4 separate regions of the Gossypium hirsutum genome follow, and all the other regions are linked to region 4. The links are chromatin contacts, called in public Hi-C maps. All regions are on one chromosome and are shown on one strand. Each heading gives the region's core, a stretch centred on a gene start, on an enhancer-like site or on the middle of the called end of the contact. The rest is flanking DNA. Distances are from core to core; before and after follow the strand shown.

Region 1 (2,700 bases), core at 48-2,547, 190 kb before region 4:
AACCTCACGTAGGGGCAGTCAACCACACATGGGGTTAGGTAGGAAGAATAACATAACAAACTCTGGAATCTGATACCATGTTAAGCATTGGACTAAAACCGATTAGTAATAGGTGGAGACGTCTCACCCACGAATGCGATTTCTCAATTCGTCATCTGAAATCTTAGTCCTTGCATAGCCGAAAATGTGCACCTCAATTGGTGGCAGAAATCCCTGCATACACACAATTACCATCTAAGGTTAGCCTTATCAGGGAAGCCAAAGTTGATCAATGAATCTAAAACACTTGAACCTGGCAATAAAGATGAAAGAGAGCAGGGAAAGTCTTCTTTTTGGCAAGATCACCAGAGGCACCAAGAACAATAATTGAAAGGCACCCAATTTCCGGCACAGTCTCATTGCCTACAAGCGTTTCACTCTTGAAACTATCTCGTTTTTGAAGGCACCATTCACCTGATCCCATCTTCTAAGCTTTGCCTTTCTTTGTTTCTTTTATGACCTGTACTCAAAGAAATGTAAGCTGTACGCAAAACAAAAAGACTTCATTTTTGCTCAACTTTTATCAACAACATGCAAAAGAAAGGTTAAAGAAAATTACAAACTTTTCAAAAGAAACAAATTCTAAATGAAATACTCAAAACTCGACTCAGAATCCAAATCAAAGGAGAAAACCAATGAAATTAAGCTCAATAAAATCACGTTTTGCCCATATATCTATTAAATGATTTGATTAATCTGCCAAAACTGAAACAGAGCGTGACATAAGAGTTCACTTTCACTCAACTAAATGACAATTGGCTTAATAAAGATATGAAATCAAAGGTTTGTGAAGAACATGCAAAAGAAACATACAAAAAAATATGCAAACTTTTCATTGCATGGATCCCATAAAGAAACAGACTTTACATTAAAAACTCAAAACCCAGATCAAATGAGAAAACCAATCATATCAATAAAACCATGTTTGGGAAGAAAGAATGAAGAACCTGAGATAAAGAAGTGAAACAAACCTTGAAAGCAGGATTCAAAGAACAATGAAACCTGAGAATTGTAAAGAAAGAAAGAGAGGCAGATATATAGAGCGAGAGTGGTTGGTATGAGTTTGGTGTTAAGGTTTGAAAAGTGGGCGTCAGAGCTTGAGGTTATATTGCAGTCTTTGTATCGCTCTTGTTGTTCTGTCACCAACTCCCCTTGTCTCAATGTGTGGGATCTTTTTCTTACCAGCCGCCGTAGTTAAACACCAACTTGTCTTTTCCTTTCCATATTTTCCACCTTCATTCTCCGTATTTATGTCCATGCCCCTCCAACTTTGTTCTCAATATATTTATAACCGTTAATTTAAAATATAGCTAAAATGGGCTCATAGTTTTTGCATACTTTAGTAATATCTTTTTCATTTTGGGCTGAAACAAAAAAAATCCCAAAGGAGTATATTGTAAATACGAAAAATATACGGTGACGACTGACGACGTTATAAAGAAATCCAATTTACTATTGGCGCTAACAAAATTGCGAATCAAATGAACCCCCAAAAAGAAAAGAAAAGAAAATTGAGAATAATAAAAAGGCGACGCCCCTTTCTAACCGTCGCTGTCCAATAAAATAAAGATCGGATCAGAATTTTTTTTCCACGTGATGAACGGCCTTGATTTGACGAATCCAGTTAAGATCGTGGGTGTTAAGAGGAGGTTGAATGTATCAATTTCAATAATTTCATTAAAGGAGAAAATAATGCATCACCCTACTTCATGTCTTTATAATGCGAAATTATCCATCCTGTAATTTTAAAGAAAAAAATAGCTACCACTAAGTGGTAGTTGAGTCCATTTTGTGTAACCATTATTATTGGGATGAACTTATTTTTTGAATGAATTCTGTACATATAGGAATCCAATGACTAAATCATGGACTTCCACTTCCTTGGTCAGAATTCAACAAAATGCGTCAACAAATAACCTCATCAATATAAGTATGTCCGTGGAATTTATGTATTAAAATTTTTAAATAAAATTAAATTGTAGAGTTAATATTTATTAATTAAAAATTTTCATGGTTCAATTTTAAACGAAATACTTCATTTGCAAAATCATTAAATTTTCAAAATATTAATTATATTAAATAGTAAATGAACATTTATTTAAACAATAAATACTAATTTTGTTGAAAATTAATCTTATTTAATTTTTTTAATAATATAAGGACTAAATTGGGTCAATTAATAATAGACAAAAGAAAGTGCAAATAATAGTCAGTTAGATAATGGATATCAAAATATATAAATTTTGTAAATATAAGAATTAAATTAGATAATAAAAAAAACTTAAGTATCATATTAGAAAAAATATCAAATTTAAATAAAAAATTATTTATTAATATAAAAAGAATTTAATATCTAAAATATCAATTTTAACATGAATTACTATACATAAAAAATAATTTTTAGAATATTGTTTGTTTGTATCAAAATTTGTAGTAATATTTCGTCAATACTATTATTAATTACTGACATTATATATGTTTATTTAACATAAAGTTTCTACAACAAAACAAATAATTTAACGAAAATTATTTCATAAATATAAATCACATTTATCGTGCCATGAGTTGCTGGTAATTTTCTTCGAAATATCTAGAACATGAAAAGAAGATATTAGATAATTATTGGTTAAATTAATAATATGATTAAAATAATAGTAAATT
Region 2 (2,700 bases), core at 141-2,640, 220 kb before region 4:
CAGGCTTGTATTCCTTCTCATTGACACCCACAACAAACATGGGAGCATCCTTACTGGGAGCAGAGATGATTACCTTCTTTGCACCACCCTAAAAAGTGAAAAAGCATAGATCAGATGAGAATACCATACACGAAGATAAGAAGAAGAAAATCAAGTTCCAAACACAACTTTTGGGGGCCTTAACTCCAAAAAAGCATAGGATCAAATTATTATCACAAACCTTCAAATGGGCAGCAGCTTTGTCCTTGTCAGTGAAAACACCAGTAGACTCAACGACATAATCAGCTCCAGTCTCACCCCAAGGGATTTCTTCAGGGTTTCTGGCATAAATCAAAAGCCAATAAAAAAAATAGCTCCTAAATGGAAAACTCACCATGTTCCTCAAGTCAATTACAACAACCCATTTTGAAAAAGAAACACATGATATCACCTGATGCCGAAAACAGTGACAGGCTTTTCACCAAAGAGAAGGGTTTTTGAGTCCTTCACCTTAAGCTCATGGTGCTTCCATTGACCGTGAACACTGTCATACTTAAACATGTAGGTCTGTACAAATACAATTATCAAATCACATCAATAATTAAATCGTTAAAAAAACTGATTAAAACGGTTCTTCATTTTTCATCCTTTCTTTTCAAATTAGACACAAGATTCGCTCACTAAAAAAAACCTAAGCAGAACCAGTAAGTTTATAATAAATCTCTTAAAGATCGAACAAGAAATACATCAGTTTACCAGTTGAAATTTAAACTATTTCATCATGCTCTGTTAGGTAACACTAAAAGTTCAAGAATCATATCACAAGAAAGAAAGAAAGAAAAAAATTCAAATCATCACTCATCTCAGAGCAGAGAAGATCAGATCAGCTTTCTTAAAACTAAAACCAATATAATACAAACATGCACGGAGACTAATGCCAAAACCTAGTAAATAAGTGAGAAATAGGAAGGAAAATACAGTGTACGAACCATGTAATCGGTGGTGATGAAAGGATCGTTAACAGCAACGAGCTCAACATCTTCACTTTGGAGAGCAACTCTGGCAACCAAACGCCCGATCCTTCCAAATCCTTCACCAAACAGAAAAAGAAAATCAGATCCATAATTTAAAAACAAAATCAATAATAATAATAATAGTACCGTTGATTCCGATCTTGATCTTCCCCATATCGAAAGAAGCGAAAAAAAACAAATCTCTGAAAAAAAATACGACGGCAAAAGAACGGAAGTAAAGGAAGTGAGAATTGAGAGGAAAAAATGAGTAAAAAGGAGGGTTGTTTATATACGAGAGGAAGTGTTGGTGACAGAATGATAGAAAAGGGCAAATGACGGAGATTCTCACGAGGAAAGTGGGGTCGTAGCTCACGTGTCACTTGGATGATGATGAGAAGAAGAAGAAGCAAGGGTAAAAACGTAAAATCAAAGAGTACAGTGCAGAATGAATAAATCCATAAATGAATTAATGATCTTCTTTTCTTCTTAAGTCTATCAGTCAAGTTCGTCACGTCTGATTATATCTTCTAGGACTAATCTGTTTTTGAAAAATAGGAATCGACTTTTTAAAATGAAAGTTTAGAGTTTCTAAGCTGTCGAAATTATTTTTTTAAAAAACGGGAATCGACTGTTTAAAACGAAATTTTAAAGTTGCCACCGATCCTTTTTGATGGAGTGTGATCGGGTCACCTCAAAACGTGGTCGTTTTTCAATAAACAGATTGATTTATCAAAACAACAATTTTGGTCTGCGAAAATTGGAAAAACAGGTTTGGGAGTCGATTACGTGCGAGGAAGGGTTATCACTCTTGTCACGCCCAAATTTAGTACCTAATTGATTATTCAGTGTCTTAATGTTGAAAATTAAAAATTTGACAAGAGTTTAAAATATGATTCCTCTTAGTGTTAATGTTTTTTTGAAGTATTTGGATGAATTAAAACGTATGCCAATGACCGTTTCATCTTAAGATAAAATGTTATATCCAGTACGTTAGGACACAACACATCGACCCTCGATTATGAGCTTGCCTTCTATTTCATTTAAAACACATGTATTTAAATTTTAAAAAGGATATTTGGATATTTAGATCAAACGGAAAATCGAAACCCAGTATGTTAGGGCACGACTACTCGAATTTTTAAATACGGAATATTGCCTTTATGTTATTTAAAACTCATGTATTTTATTTTAAAAGGATAATCGGTTACTTAGATCAAACGAAAAACTGAAACCTAGTACGTTAGGACACGATTTCTTGAATTTCCAAGTATCGAATATTGCCTTTACTTGAAAAATCTAGACAAAAATAATAATAAATAAAATAATATAGAGATAAAAGATAGAATAACAAAGAAAATTCGAATAAAAATTTAATTTAATTCGGGAGGGGGAAAATAAACACACGTACAACAAAATATTGAATGAAATAGTTTAAAAATAGGACGGATAATAAAAATAATAGTAATAATAATTTAAAAAATAATGGAAATGATATTAAAAAAAATAAATATAATGATGATAATAGTGTTAATAATAATAATAATAAAATAATAATAAACAAACGACATATTAATGATAATAGAAAATAATGATAATAATAACGGAAGTAATGAAAATAATAATAATAGAAACAATAGTATAAAAGTAATAATAAAATAGAAAAATGAAAATAATAAAAATAGAAACAATAGTATAAAAGTAATAATAA
Region 3 (2,723 bases), core at 61-2,560, 250 kb after region 4:
TAGGAGTCTTTGATATTTATATAATCATATGTTTAATACAATATAATTTTAAGGTTTATAACAGTCATAAATGCAATTACAAAAACTGCATCTGAATAATAATATTTTTTAAATAATATATGTAAGTTTATATTAAATTATAATTACTTATATGTTAGCACATAAACCAGAATAAATATGTACTGAGAATTCATATAAGATTTATATAAAGTGAGATTGAAATATGAAATCTTAAAATTCTCAAGGTCTATTAATCTAATATTAATAATTTTGGGATAAATTCGTTTTTTTTTCTTTCTTACTTTATTTTTTACTTTTATATTTTAATAAAAAAATCCACTAAAACCTTTTAAATAACAATAACTAATTAATTTTACATAAATATAATTTAATAAACTTATCTCAAGAGTAATATATAATTGAATCAAATATAAATTTAAAATACTTAATTTTAATTTAAATTAAATATTTTTTTAAAAAAGAAATAAAATATATTTAATTTTATAATACTTTAATACTTAACATTTTCATTACTTTATATTTAAAAATGTAAAAAATAAATAAAATAAAATAATACATAAATAAATAATAGGCAAATTACACCATTAATCACTAAAATATGGATAAGTTATCGGTTTGATCATTTAACTAAAAAATTTACAATTTGATCACTTAAATATTTGAAAGTTTTCATTTAAGTCATTAAACTATTCAAAAGTTTTTATGTAAGTCATTAGGTAATTAAGTTTTTATTTTTTAATTACGCTAATGAACTCTAAACAACGATTCGATAAACGAGATGGTGAATTAGTACTCATCAATAAGTATAAAAATATACCTTAGAAGAATATATTAAAAATGATTGATTGGTTAGTTGTGAATAGAGAAATGCAACGATTTTAAGAGTCCCAAGACTTAATTGAAAACTTTTAAATAATTTTGTAATTAAATTAAAACGTTTTAATTTAAGTGATCATAATAAAAATTTACCATTAATGATATAATTGACCTAAATAATAAATATATTTTACACTGACCCTCTTTTATCCTAAAAAGTAAATTCCCTCTTGTCAAAGAAATTTCAACTAAATTTCAGCTGATTTTTTTTTTTTTTGTCAATAAAAATTCAGCTGGATTGTACGCTCGAAAAATCAAGCTTGTCATATATCTCTAAATAATGATTCAACTTTTTTCGCGATATTAACTATTAACAAGAGCGAAAGCCAACAAAGGTTAAAGAGGGGATATTTCCCTCCGCCTAATTTAATCTATAGGGATTAAATTGCATTTTTCGATATAACAGAGGGACTTCCGGCATACTTTAACCTTCTTCATCTCAATCTCAGAAAGTCATATACTTCTTTCTATTTTCTTCATCCTTTCTTTCGGTTTGGCCTTTGAATCCCAAACTCACACTTCTCTGCAATGGGCAGCAAAAACAAGGATGTAATTCGACTAGAGCGTGAAGCCGTCATTCCCATTCTCAAGCCCAAGCTCATCATGACTTTGGCCAACCTTATTGGTATGCTTCCCATTTCTCCACTTCCTCTCTTTACTTGAGTCTTTACTGTTTTCATGTGTTGCAGAACATAGTTCTGATCGGGCTGAGTTTCTGAAGTTCTGCAAGAGAGTGGAGTACACAATACGATCTTGGTATCTTCTCCAGTTTGAAGATTTAATGGTATTGCTAACATATTCCTTCAACCATTTTTGTTCGTGTTTCTTTCCTTTTGTTCTAATTTTAGTTTCAATTCATGTTCACAGCAATTATACTCCCTCTTTGACCCTGTAAATGGGGCTCGGAAATTGCAGCAGCAAAATTTATCTTCTGAAGAAGTAGATGTACTTGAACAGAATTTCTTGACATATTTATTTCAGGTGTTCTTCTTCTCCTTCTTCTTCTTGTTGTTGTTTCTTCCAAAACCCCAAATTGGAACAGGAATTCACAATGCTGTCACTGAAATATATATTAAGTCTGTATAATAACAAGCTGATGACTTGAATTTCGTTTATGTTTAGTGTGTCTCTGATGTTTTCCCTAACATGACTAAACTTGAATACGACAACTGCTACTCTTTTTTATTACAAATTTCGCATTACATTGCAATTTGAAATTCCCTTTGGTGTCACAGGTGATGGAGAAGAGTAATTTTAAGATAGCTACTGATGAGGAGATTGATGTTGCACATGCAGGGCAATATCTTCTTAATCTTCCCATAACAGTTGATGAATCTAAGGTCATCTGCAACTTAGTGTGTTTTGTATATTATCATGGCCGTTTGTTAAGTCTTTATTTGAATATATAGTGTGTGTTTTGTTCTGTGCTATTAAGTTTCATTTTTTTTTTTATATTTATCTTGACCTTTTGTTTTCACTGAATGCAGATTGACAAGACACTTTTGAAGAGATATTTTTCAGAGCACCCCCAACCAAACCTCCCAGATTTTGCTGATAAGGTTGTGGTTACAATTTAGAATGGAAGGTGCATCATTGTTTATTTTGTTTCAGATAGCCACTAGTAGGTAGAAGGTTCTCTTTTCTTGAGTTCAACATGCAACAAAATCAATAATGATGAAACTGAAAGGATTTTGATTTTGAACTTATTTCCTTTATTGTGCCTTTAGTTTGCACTAGTTTGTTTTTTCTCTTAGTATTTTTCATGTGGTGTTTGCTATGTATTTGTATGATTAGATGGACCAGAGTCCAGAGACTTGCTTTGGTTA
Region 4 (2,700 bases), core at 89-2,588:
TTCTCCTTATAGTCAATGCACGAATTCTATAAGAGATTTGACAATGCCCTGACCTTGATACTCATAGATGTCGAGATACTCATTTAAAAAAGAAAACATATTTCTGGAAGTAACTTCTCCACCACATATTTTAATATATATTTTTGCAATATTCAAATATAAAAAAATATAAATTTTAAATTAGCCACGAAATTCAAAATATATTAATTGAATTATCAAAGTATTAATATTATAGTGGTCAATATCTTTTATGGGTTAAATATAAGTTTAAATTTTCTATGAAACATAATTTTTTAAAAGAATCTTTATAATTAAAATTTGAAAGATTTTCTTAACAAGTTAAAACTAATTTATTCATACAATAAATATATATTTAAAATTTGAATATCATGTTATAAATATGTTTCACATAAATGATAATTGGTTATTAAAATTTAAGAGATTTTTCTTACCAAGTTAAAACCAATTTATTTATATAATTAATATATATGTATTTAATATGTTCTACATTAAATTTAGTTAATTAGAAAAGAATTTGAGGTAAAAGTATTATGGAGGCCTTGTATTAGGTGTGGGGTTGTATTTTGCTCTATTAAAAAAACGAAAAAGTTAGTTTCTGTACGTTAGTTAAAAAAGTAAATTGATTATTCTATTAAAAATTTCATCTATTTCTATTGTTAAAAATCTGGTCCTTATACGTCGACATGAGATATATGTGGCATGCCATGTATAATTGTTTAGTTATTTCGTTAATCATGCTAATTTTTAACTTTAGAAAATGGATGAAAATTTTAATTGAAAAAACTAATTTGTTTTTTAGTTTAATATATATAGATTAATTTACTTTTTTTAATAAAATGACCAAAATAAAATTTAACTATTAATACAGAGACATTTATAATACTTTTATTAAGAATTTAATTGATACAAATGATAATTTAAACATTCAATTATAGTTTTTTTAAATTTAAGAATAAAATTAAAATTCTAAATCATAATATAAAAGGTATGATGAAATAAAGGCTTTAAATATATGTTTTATGTTTTTTTTTTTTTGGTATGGAAGGACTTAGAATTTATTTAAACACAATGATAGGGACTTCAAAATGTAACATTTCCCAATAGAAGTTATCAACTTTACAATTAATTTGTCTTGCCCAAATTCTAGATCTACCTTTCTAATTCTCGTACCTCTCACTTGAGAGGTCAATTAAGTCATTAGGCTATATATAATATATAAAGTATATTAATCCCATTTTCCAACATTTTTATCACTAAAATAACCTCATAGTTTAACAGCCTATCATTAAAAGCAAATAAAAAAGAACATCTTATTAAAGTTGCTGGTTGCATGATCTTATTGTAACCTATCATACAACCAAGGGCCCTCTTCTTCGCTTCCCTTTTCTTTTCTTTTCTTTTCTTTCTTTCATTCTACACTTCCATTTGGTCTGCCATTGAAATATATGGTATCAGATTTCAAGCATAATTTCCCAGTTTTTATAAACCCTAATCACCCAATTCCCATGTCAAATTTCAACCTATAATTAACCCATTTCACAGTTTCATACTTTTCTTTCCCCTTCCAAAAACCTTGAATTTATCTCAACCTTAAAAAACCCAAAAACAGGAAAAATAAAAAATAAAAAAAGGAAGAAAAAAACCTCAGAATTGGAAAGAAAAAAAAAAGGGAAGGGAAAAGCATCATCTTCATTTATTTCGGGGCTCTGCAAATTCATCAACAAAAAACGTTGAAAAGATCAATACCCAGAAGTTGTTTTCGACGAAAAACATTAAAAAGAACTTTTGTTTTTGTTGTAAAAATTAGAAAAAAAATTTTAAGGGAAATGCCAAGCGTAGCTGTAAAATTATATAGTGTATTCTTCAAGTTCCTCTTGAAGCAGCGTTTGCAAAGCTGGATTCAAGATCCTATTGACGAATCCTCCAATCCTTACGGTGTCACGACCCGACCCGAAGAATCCGTTTCCGCTCCCAATCCTTGTTTCACCGACGGTGTCGCCACTAAAGACATTCACATTGACCCGTTTACTGCCCTCTGTATTCGGATCTTCCTCCCCGAATCGTCTCTTTCCCCTCCCGAACAATCCCACCCCAAATCCCACCTCAGATCCTCCCTATTAGATCCCAATTCCATTAATCACCGGAGGAACAGCTATGCTCCTTCTGATACCGGGACCCCGAGAAATGATTCGAGAAGAAGCAGTCTTGATGGGTTAAATTCAAGATCCGACAATAATGTTTATCGAGGTTATTCACCACAACCTCAAAAATGTCGAAAATTACCGATAATGTTACAGTTTCACGGCGGGGGTTGGGTTAGTGGGAGCAATGAGTCGGTCGCCAACGATTTCTTTTGTCGGAGGATAGCGAAATTGTGTGATGTTATAGTTGTGGCCGTTGGTTATAGGTTGGCGCCGGAGAATAAGTATCCGGCTGCTTTTGACGATGGATTGAAGGTCTTGAATTGGTTAGGGAAGCAAGCGAATTTAGCCGAGTGTTGTAAGTCAATGGGGAGTGGGGCTCGTGGGGTTGGAGCAGAGTTTACCAAGGCCGAAGTTCAAAGACATATTGTGGATGCATTTGGGGCTTCCATGGTTGAGCCGTGGTTGGCAGCTCATGGTGATCCATCAAGGTTCTTATTTCTTCATTTTAACCATTCAATGTTTCGATCTTCTTCTT

What was found. Hi-C and Micro-C count contacts between places; a contact is called where the count stands out from the background.
Region 1: a contact with region 4 is called in a Hi-C map of leaf, with 3 times the contacts expected there. The contact joins the promoter of LOC107888699 here to the promoter of LOC107888711 in region 4. A contact is called at or near these places in 3 of 34 Hi-C or Micro-C datasets (all in leaf).
Region 2: a contact with region 4 is called in a Hi-C map of leaf, with 3 times the contacts expected there. The contact joins the promoter of LOC107888701 here to the promoter of LOC107888711 in region 4. A contact is called at or near these places in 3 of 34 Hi-C or Micro-C datasets (all in leaf).
Region 3: a Hi-C map of leaf shows a contact between it and region 4, with 2.7 times the contacts expected there. The contact joins the promoter of LOC107902149 here to the promoter of LOC107888711 in region 4. A contact is called at or near these places in 11 of 34 Hi-C or Micro-C datasets (callus, hypocotyl, leaf and 2 more).

Annotation. Positions count from the first base shown.
Region 1 is chrA09:15,032,484-15,035,183 of Gossypium_hirsutum_v2.1, reverse strand. LOC107888699 (glucose-6-phosphate 1-dehydrogenase, cytoplasmic isoform) reads right to left here and starts at 1,297. Exons shown (of 16, transcript XM_016812871.2): 1 at 1,011-1,297; 2 at 293-499; 3 at 128-213. The coding sequence starts at 463.
Region 2 is chrA09:15,053,143-15,055,842 of Gossypium_hirsutum_v2.1, reverse strand. LOC107888701 (glyceraldehyde-3-phosphate dehydrogenase 2, cytosolic) reads right to left here and starts at 1,390. Exons shown (of 11, transcript XM_016812878.2): 1 at 1,140-1,390; 2 at 969-1,069; 3 at 431-546; 4 at 221-320; 5 at 1-88. The coding sequence starts at 1,167.
Region 3 is chrA09:14,583,399-14,586,121 of Gossypium_hirsutum_v2.1, reverse strand. It overlaps LOC107902149, which reads left to right and starts at 1,310. Exons shown (of 16, transcript XM_016828372.2): 1 at 1,310-1,522; 2 at 1,587-1,681; 3 at 1,765-1,878; 4 at 2,133-2,237; 5 at 2,385-2,456. The coding sequence starts at 1,426.
Region 4 is chrA09:14,838,018-14,840,717 of Gossypium_hirsutum_v2.1, reverse strand. It overlaps LOC107888711 (probable carboxylesterase 11), which reads left to right and starts at 1,338. Exons shown (of 2, transcript XM_016812887.2): 1 at 1,338-2,653. The coding sequence starts at 1,848.